2 separate regions of the Zea mays genome follow, and region 1 is linked to region 2. A link is a contact called in public Hi-C data. All regions are on one chromosome and are shown on one strand. The core of a region is the stretch at or near the end of the contact, and the rest is flanking DNA. Distances in the headings are between cores, read along the strand shown.

What was found. A called contact is a pair of places that touch in the nucleus more often than the background predicts.
Region 1: a contact with region 2 is called in a Hi-C map of leaf, with 6 times the contacts expected there. The contact joins the promoter of LOC100193038 here to the promoter of LOC103641248 in region 2. A contact is called at or near these places in 3 of 25 Hi-C or Micro-C datasets (ear, endosperm and leaf).

What each region holds. Positions count from the first base shown.
Region 1 is chr10:77,461,606-77,465,520 of Zm-B73-REFERENCE-NAM-5.0, forward strand. LOC100193038 reads right to left here and starts at 1,810. Exons shown (of 2, transcript NM_001358595.1): 1 at 1,643-1,810; 2 at 1-134. The coding sequence starts at 1,645.
Region 2 is chr10:76,951,177-76,955,014 of Zm-B73-REFERENCE-NAM-5.0, forward strand. LOC103641248 (ent-copalyl diphosphate synthase) reads right to left here and starts at 2,506. Exons shown (of 11, transcript NM_001361169.1): 1 at 2,227-2,506; 2 at 1-263. The coding sequence starts at 2,406.

The DNA.
Region 1 (3,915 bases), core at 560-3,059, 510 kb after region 2:
ATGGAAACCTTGGGGATGCCATGCCCTCCCTTATGCTCTTCAGCCTCATTGATGCTGTTGTACTTGACACCAACACGATCCCCCATTGGAAGACAAGCTGAATTTGCTCGTGTTATTGCCGTGTTCCTCAGTTTCTGCAGTTGGTAAGCCAAATAGTCAGACATAAGCAAGCATATGGTTGTTCATCAATGTCTTCAAATTCTCCATTGAGTATGCGAGTGGTTTATTGTGTACACATTATATGGTACTCTGAAATACTATGCTCTGAATGTATGGTCATGTAGAACATTGGGCACTAGTAATAGTCAGAACACAAATCCAGTGAAAATAAATATTATTTTGGACAATGTGGGGAAGTACGCTGGCTCAGTAGAACCAACCACTGATACTGTGTGTGTGTGGGGGGGGGGGGGGGGGGGGGGGGCATCAAATCGATACCATTCACTTTTGCATGGAACGTGCAGATGATCTCTTGCTTCTATATAACAATCTGAAAAATTGGATTCTGACTTATGAATGATACTATGTTCATTGGGATTTGGGAATAATGAGGCTCTAGTCATTTATATGTGTCTTGAAGGCTGAAGGGCGATTAAACAACTAGAGTGCAAAAAAAAATGAGGAACGGAGTTAAGTAAATTAGCACACGAACTCCAGTATGAAAAGGGGCATCGACAAAAAGGACAGGACAGCCAAGATGTTGGTACAATGCCACAAAATGAAGAATTGTATTTTTGCCACTGTAAAGATTGTCTCTTCATTTATAATTAGCTCAGAGTCTCTGACTTGTGGGTCCATCTGAGTCTATTAAATGTGTCCCCTATTTTACACTGTCTACCGGAGACAGTCTACTGTCTACCGGAGACAGTCTTAGGCACCTGGAATGAGACCGTACATTACATTAGGTTAGAATATCCTTAGCTACTTAAATTAAGGCACAAATGAAGCGTTAACAAAGAGAAAATAATGGGACCAAGAATTTATAAATCATGGATATACTAGCGATGAAATATAATCCGTGCATAGCACAGAGAATTTATTGCGCCTAGCGCAATGAACTGAGGTTGACCATACTTACTATACTACTCCACTGAGTAGAGTAGAGTAGAAGGATTGATCACTCCGGTTGGGTTGGAAACCGTTGGGCTTGCCGCTTGCGGGTGGCAATGATGGGGCGGCGAAGATGCGTGGAACTAGAGCAGCTTCTTGTCACTTTCAAACTGGACCTGACTTGAATCCAGAGTAGGATTCGCATCGAAGTAGGAAGATGTGCACCTATTGGCTGAGAAGTATGTTGACGACGAAGCAGCGGTGGGGAATCAGACGGAACGGGTCCAGGGAGGCGCAGGCGGTACTGGTAGGAGACGGCCGGTTGGAAGTGGAATTGGGTCCCAGCGAGGAGATCGATGAGGGGAAAACGGCGTGGGTTTTGACGAAGCGGGTCGATCGGGGTTTGGGCTTAGCGCCGTAGGTGGAGAGGGAGCAGTGATCTGTAGCCCTGAGCCGTCACGCCATCGAGGAAGGAAGGCAGTCCTCCAAGCGTGAGAAGTGGCATGACGGAGCGGGCCAGCGGGGAACCCCAATGAATGACCCCATATCTGCAGAGCAGAATCAGAAGGGGGGGAAAACCAAGAGCGCTCACCATCTACCGCGCGGCGGCCCGCATGCTCCGAGTGGATCTCCTTTCCTCCGATGGCGCGAGCGAGAGCGCGAGTCCGTGTTCGTCCTCACCGGCCGCCCAAGAACTAGGAAGGCGGAGTCGTGGGTGAAGAAGAAGGAATATCCTAGTCCCACTGGTCAGAGTCCTCAGTGGAGAGGAGAGGAGATCTGGCAGTGGCATGGTTGGTATTCCTACATCCGTAGGTGATGGAGCAAGAGTAGCCCACACAAGGCTCCAGGCCTGCGGAACCAAAGAATTCGTCGCACGCTGGCCGCGTGGGAGCGTGCATGCTCTGCAACTGCCGCGGGCATCTCTGTCATTTTCTACCTCTCGTCTCTCGATCGAGGTAGTAAAACGTAGATAGGGCAAGCAATGCTCGTGTTGACGCTGTCATCTGCGGATACGCGGACGCTACGTGGTTTTAGACTGAACGGTTTATGACCTAGACGTTGGAGCGGCTCCTCATCCACGTCTGAGACTCGAACCGTCTACAATAGCGCAGAGAGTCGTATTTTTCGTAGCAGATTTAGATCTCGTCTTCCAGGAAACAGTAGTGGACCTAGGATTTTTATATAGGATGTACCATAATAAAAATTTTATCCCAAATTCTATCTAATGTATATAATTTTAGAGTAAATTTGGTAAATAGTTTGATATATAGATATAAAATAGTATACCTATATTGCATACTTGCAGTATATATTAATAATTACGCATTTACATTAAAAACTAGCAACTAGTGTTTACAAATCCGTGACATTAAAAAACTGTAAATTAAGGATTAAACATAAAAACTAGCAACTAGTGTTTACAAATTCGTGACATTAAAAAACTGAAAATTAAGGATTAAACATAGGGTTCATATTTTTTATAGTGATAGTCGACACAAATGGAGAGCACTAATACAGTGACATGAACGAACCTTAGCCCTCAGGCCAGACCAACTTGCCAAGGCGGCGACGACTGGCGGCCTGGCGCTACATCCAAGGGGCAGGGGCGCGACAGTCTTGACTCTCGGCGTCGACTATCACAAAGAGCAGGGCGTGAGACACGAGATATGTTGTTGTCGCTCGAACTCACATCACAATCGACGGCTGGCGGACAGATAGTTGAAGAACGAAGACAAACCATCGTGCCCGGTGCCCCTGCTCGCCTGCTCACACCAGAAGACAAACAGACGTTTTGGCTGGGGTCTGGGTCGGCCTAGCTTAGGGTGTGCCATGGCCCACCTGGACCCCCTCGTGGGTTCGCCCCTGCCGGGAGGGACCCTATCGTGGAGAAAAGATCCTAGAGTGTGTCTTGGCGTCGACATACCACCTAAGATGCCTCTAGTCGACTTAGAGCTGAAGAGAGGTGAAAATTCGAGGTAGAGGAAGGCTAAACTAAGAACTACTCCTAATGCATAAGTTAAAACGATAAGTAGAGTTGATTGAATCGATTGTGGAGGCCTGAATCGGTCGTACCCCTTCATCTATGTAAAGGGTGGAGGTCTGAATCCGTTATAACTCGGTTCTCAGGTTAATCCCGCTAGTCCATGTCACTTTCTAGGCATCTCTGTCATTTTCTACCTCTCGTCTCTCAATCGGGGTAAAACGTAGATAGGCAAAGAAATGTTGGTGTTGGCGGTGTCCTCTTACAAAGACGGTATGTAGTTTTAGACCGGACCGTCTGTGACCTAGACATAGGAGCGGCTCCTCCTCTGCACACGTCCGAACGGTTAATGTCTGAGTCTCGGACCGTCCACGATAGTCAGCGCAAAGGGTCATCTTCTTCGCAGCAGATCTAGATCTCGTCTTCCGGAAGGCAGTGGCGGCCCTAGCTAGGATTTTTATATAGGGTGTGCCACAATAAAAAATTTATCCCAAATTCTATCTAATGTATATAATTTGGAATAAATTTGGTAAACAGTTCGATATATAGATATAAAATAGTATATCTACACTGCAGACTTGTAGTATATATTAATAATTACGTATTTACATTAAAACTAGCAACTAGTGTTTACAAATCCATGACAATAAAAAACTAAAAATTAAGGATTAAACATAGGGTTCATATTTTTTATAGTGATAGCCAACACAAATGGAGAGCAATGATACAGTGGCATGAACGAACCTTAGCCCTCAGGCTAGACCAACTTGCCAAGGCAGCGGCGACTGGCGGCCTGGCGCTACAGCCAAGGGGCAGGGGTGCGGTAGTCTCGACTCTCGGCGTCGGCGATCACAAGGAGCAGGGCGTGAGACACGGGATATGTC
Region 2 (3,838 bases), core at 1,256-3,755:
CGGTCATAGACCAGGAAGAACTCCTCGTCGCCCCACGAGCCATCTGGTAGTTGGTTCTCAACGATCCATCTAAGGCTGGAGGGAAACTGAGGGCCATTGCCACCTTCCAGGCTCTTAACAAGGGCAACCCATGCGGTGTCGTAGGCAGAAATGTTGATCGCACCGTCACCTATTGAGCCCAGCATTGCTCTGACTCCGTCAGTCATTTGCTGCAGCATCTCTTTCTGCTCATCCTCCTCTCCGCGGACACTGATGTCGTGGAGCTGAATATAAATATATATGTTGAGAGAGAAATCATTGCATGCATACAGTACCCTGTTCTTCCGTGTGCAAGATCAAAGCGCAGTTTTGTGGAGTAGTACGCACATTTTCTCCCTGTACAGCGGTCACCCCATTTTGTTTGATAGATGGTGGTGCTTCGGGTGCCTCGTTATTGTATGATACCCCCACGACGAGTCCTAATTGATCAAGAACCAGAAATCTCTAGTATATAGTGATACTGTGATGATTGCAGAAAATATATATATAACTAATATGCGTATCTGCAGGTGCTCTATAGTAGTCATCATCGGAGGATCTAAGAACCTGCGGCGGCGGCTAAGAGATCCTAGTAATAATAGAAGACAAGAGAAACTAGCCAAGTCGAGAGCATCACTTGTATATTTATATTCACCGTACATTCATAATCTAATCATAAACTTTGTCTGTACCCTTCGTTTTGCATAGACCTATGCCGTCCATGTATTGCCGTTAGAACAGAATTTTTCAACACAATAAGTGAAGCGTAGAAACCATTGTATTTTAATATCAGAGTTAAACAAATTTATCCTAGAATTATATACTAAAATGATCTATAGCTTAGAATCCGAACTCAGTATAGTACTTAGGAGCTAAGAGTTTAGGACAATGAAGTATAAATTTGGGCAAACTTACAAAAGTTGAGCCTAGGATAACTATAAAAGCTGATTTATTTGGAGATGCAGGATGTATCACTCTACTTAACAAAATTCGATCCTATTATGGAATCATGTTGTAAGAAACTACCATGACCATATATTATCTTAGTTCACAAATATATGACACCGTTGACTTTTTTCAAAAACTTTGATCACTCGTCTCATTCAAAATATTTATTCAAAAATGTACCTTAAGTGATAAAACAAATCACAAAAAATAAATGGTAACTCATTTTTTTAATAAGACGAGTGGTCAAAGTTTTTTTAAAAAAGTCAATGGTGTCATATATTTATGAACGGAGGGAGTATAATATATTGCTTTCTCTTGGCATGCAGTTAGTGAAGGAGAAACGGAAAATAAGGTATGGTAGTAGTGCATAAACTCATTGTATTCCAAAAAAAGGTGAAAGCGAGAAGATAATCTAACCCAACACAACAAACATGGTTAGAGACGGCTATTAGATATCATGCTCTTTTGCAATAGTTTTAATGTAGTAAGAGGCAATATATTCTTATACCTCCGGTTGGAAATACAAGACATTTTCCAACAAGGCAAATGAACTAATTCTGACTGTCTAAAACATGTGCGAACATCATATATAAAAGTTCGGAGATAGTCGGTGGCGGAGCCAGAGCCCAGCCTGCCCGGGCTTCGCCGGTGGCAGGAGGTAGTAGCGGAGCGGAAGCGCGGTTGACTGGGTGGACTGAGGGAGGTGACACGGGAGGTTGAGACGGAGGAGTTGTGGGGAGCAGACAGCAGGAGTGCAGGACGCAGTCGCGCGGATGGCTGCGCGGTGATTTCATGTCTTATTTTTGTTTATTTCCTTCCTAATTTGGTCACTAGTTCTTCCTCAATGGTGACTGCTTTTTCTTTGTCTTTTGTCTTCTCGTGTAGAAACTAGAAAGGAGTACGAATAGCTATTCTTTTGTGATACTACTGGCGATTAGCAACTAGAAGCTATGAAATAAATGTAGTCTCTAGGGAGCAGCATCCATACGGGCCGCTGCTCTGGTTATCTTCATAGCAGCAAAAAAGCGAACCCCAGACCTAGGCGACGTACCGCCATCCTTCCCCTCTCACGCGGACGCTCTACTCAATCTACGGGCTGAGCTGTTTAATCTGGTAGCTAATGGTGCAAGTGGTATCTATACTAACTAGTATATCTTAATGTCTGAAAACTAGCCATGAATCAATACAGCAGCAAAGTTCCATTAAGCTTCTTATCTCAATGTGCAAACAGAGGAGGAACAAGGACACAGGGGATCTCACCCTCACGGAGGCTGGCGGCACGGCAGCACGGGGATACGAAGCGGAGGGTTTCCATAGGGCGCCGGCTGCCGGGGCGCAGCCGCGCAGGTCGCTGGGCCTGGGCGCATCGATGCAGCAGGGGGCAGGACGTAGGTCTGCAGGGCGCCGACAACAGGGAGCCTGGGGTCGCGGCAGATCCATCGTCGGGCGACTTGGCGAGGGAGTAAGGAGGGAGGACGCGAAGGGCGACGTACGGGCGTCGGACGAGCAGCGAGGTTGGGCACCGCCGCGCCGGGTCAAAGGACAACGGCGCTGAGGGAGGAAGCACCAAGCGAACGGCACCAGCTGGGCTGGACTGTTTCTTACGTGGTGGGCTGCTGTATGGGTAATCTATGGGCTGGTGTTTGTATGGGCCGAGATATGGCGTAGGCCATACTGGGCCCTCCGCCCCTGGCAGTTACCAATTATTGACTTTCTCGTGGATTTGATGCAATGCCGACTGGCAATATAATCCTAAAAAAAAATGGACGGCACTTCAATTACAAGAAGCATCTCCGCGAGAGGCCCTCAACAATGTTTGTATTTTGAAATATAGAACCAAGGATCATAAAGCGTCAATCTTATAAAAATTCATCTCGATCTCTAGGATACTAAATATAGTACCCCATATATTAGATCTCTATCATTGTTTCTTCTTAATCTATAGCTATTTATTTCCCAATAATATAATTTATTTCCTAAATAGTATTATTTAATACCTAATTGCTATAGTAAAAAAATTTTGAGACCCTAAAACATTTTAAATGCAGTCATGTTTCAATTTTTAGAGCTCTATTTTAAATTTTAAAGATAGTTGTTATAAGACTTACCACCAGGCCGTCGAAGCCGAGAACGTTGTGGCCGCATTGAAGGACGTTGCCATGCCCGGAGCACCGGAACGTGTTGGGGTGACGCCTGCATTCCCAACTCTAGCTAGCTAGATACAAGATGCTAACCGTATCACAATCCACTCTGTACAGGGATGCTCTAGCCTTGGTGCAGAAACTACATCGATCTGTATGCTTTTATAAGCGGCTGTAGGCTTAAGCATATTAAATTAGTACTGATGTAGCAGTTATCAGCCTGTTTGCCGTACCGGCTTCTACTGCTTATACGATGTTTTTGTTTCTATAAATTACAGCTGCAGCCAGAGACGAAGCCAGAAAAAAAATTGGAAAGTACTAAACTAAACCACTGTAGTATAGAAACCCCTTCTTACGAGAGGCTTTAGTGGAGCTCCATGGACTTGACAGCGGTAGGAGAGGCTCAAGCCCCGCCCATCCCTAGCTGCAGCAGTCAAAACGGTCGACTTTAATCCAAAACGAACAGAGTATAAACAACCAAATACAAATTATGTATGTGTCAATATCAATTTCACGTACACAATGACATTAATTTAGATAAATTTCATCATATGATACTTAAATAAATCGTATAAATAAATTATTACACACAAGAAACGAGTGAACAAAGATTAACAAATAATGTTTATAACTATAAAACCTGGAACCTCAAATTAATCTGATGGGTGGTCTCCCACTAAGTGCTAGTTTAGAAATCCATTTTTACAAGAGATTCCTATTTTTCCAAGGAA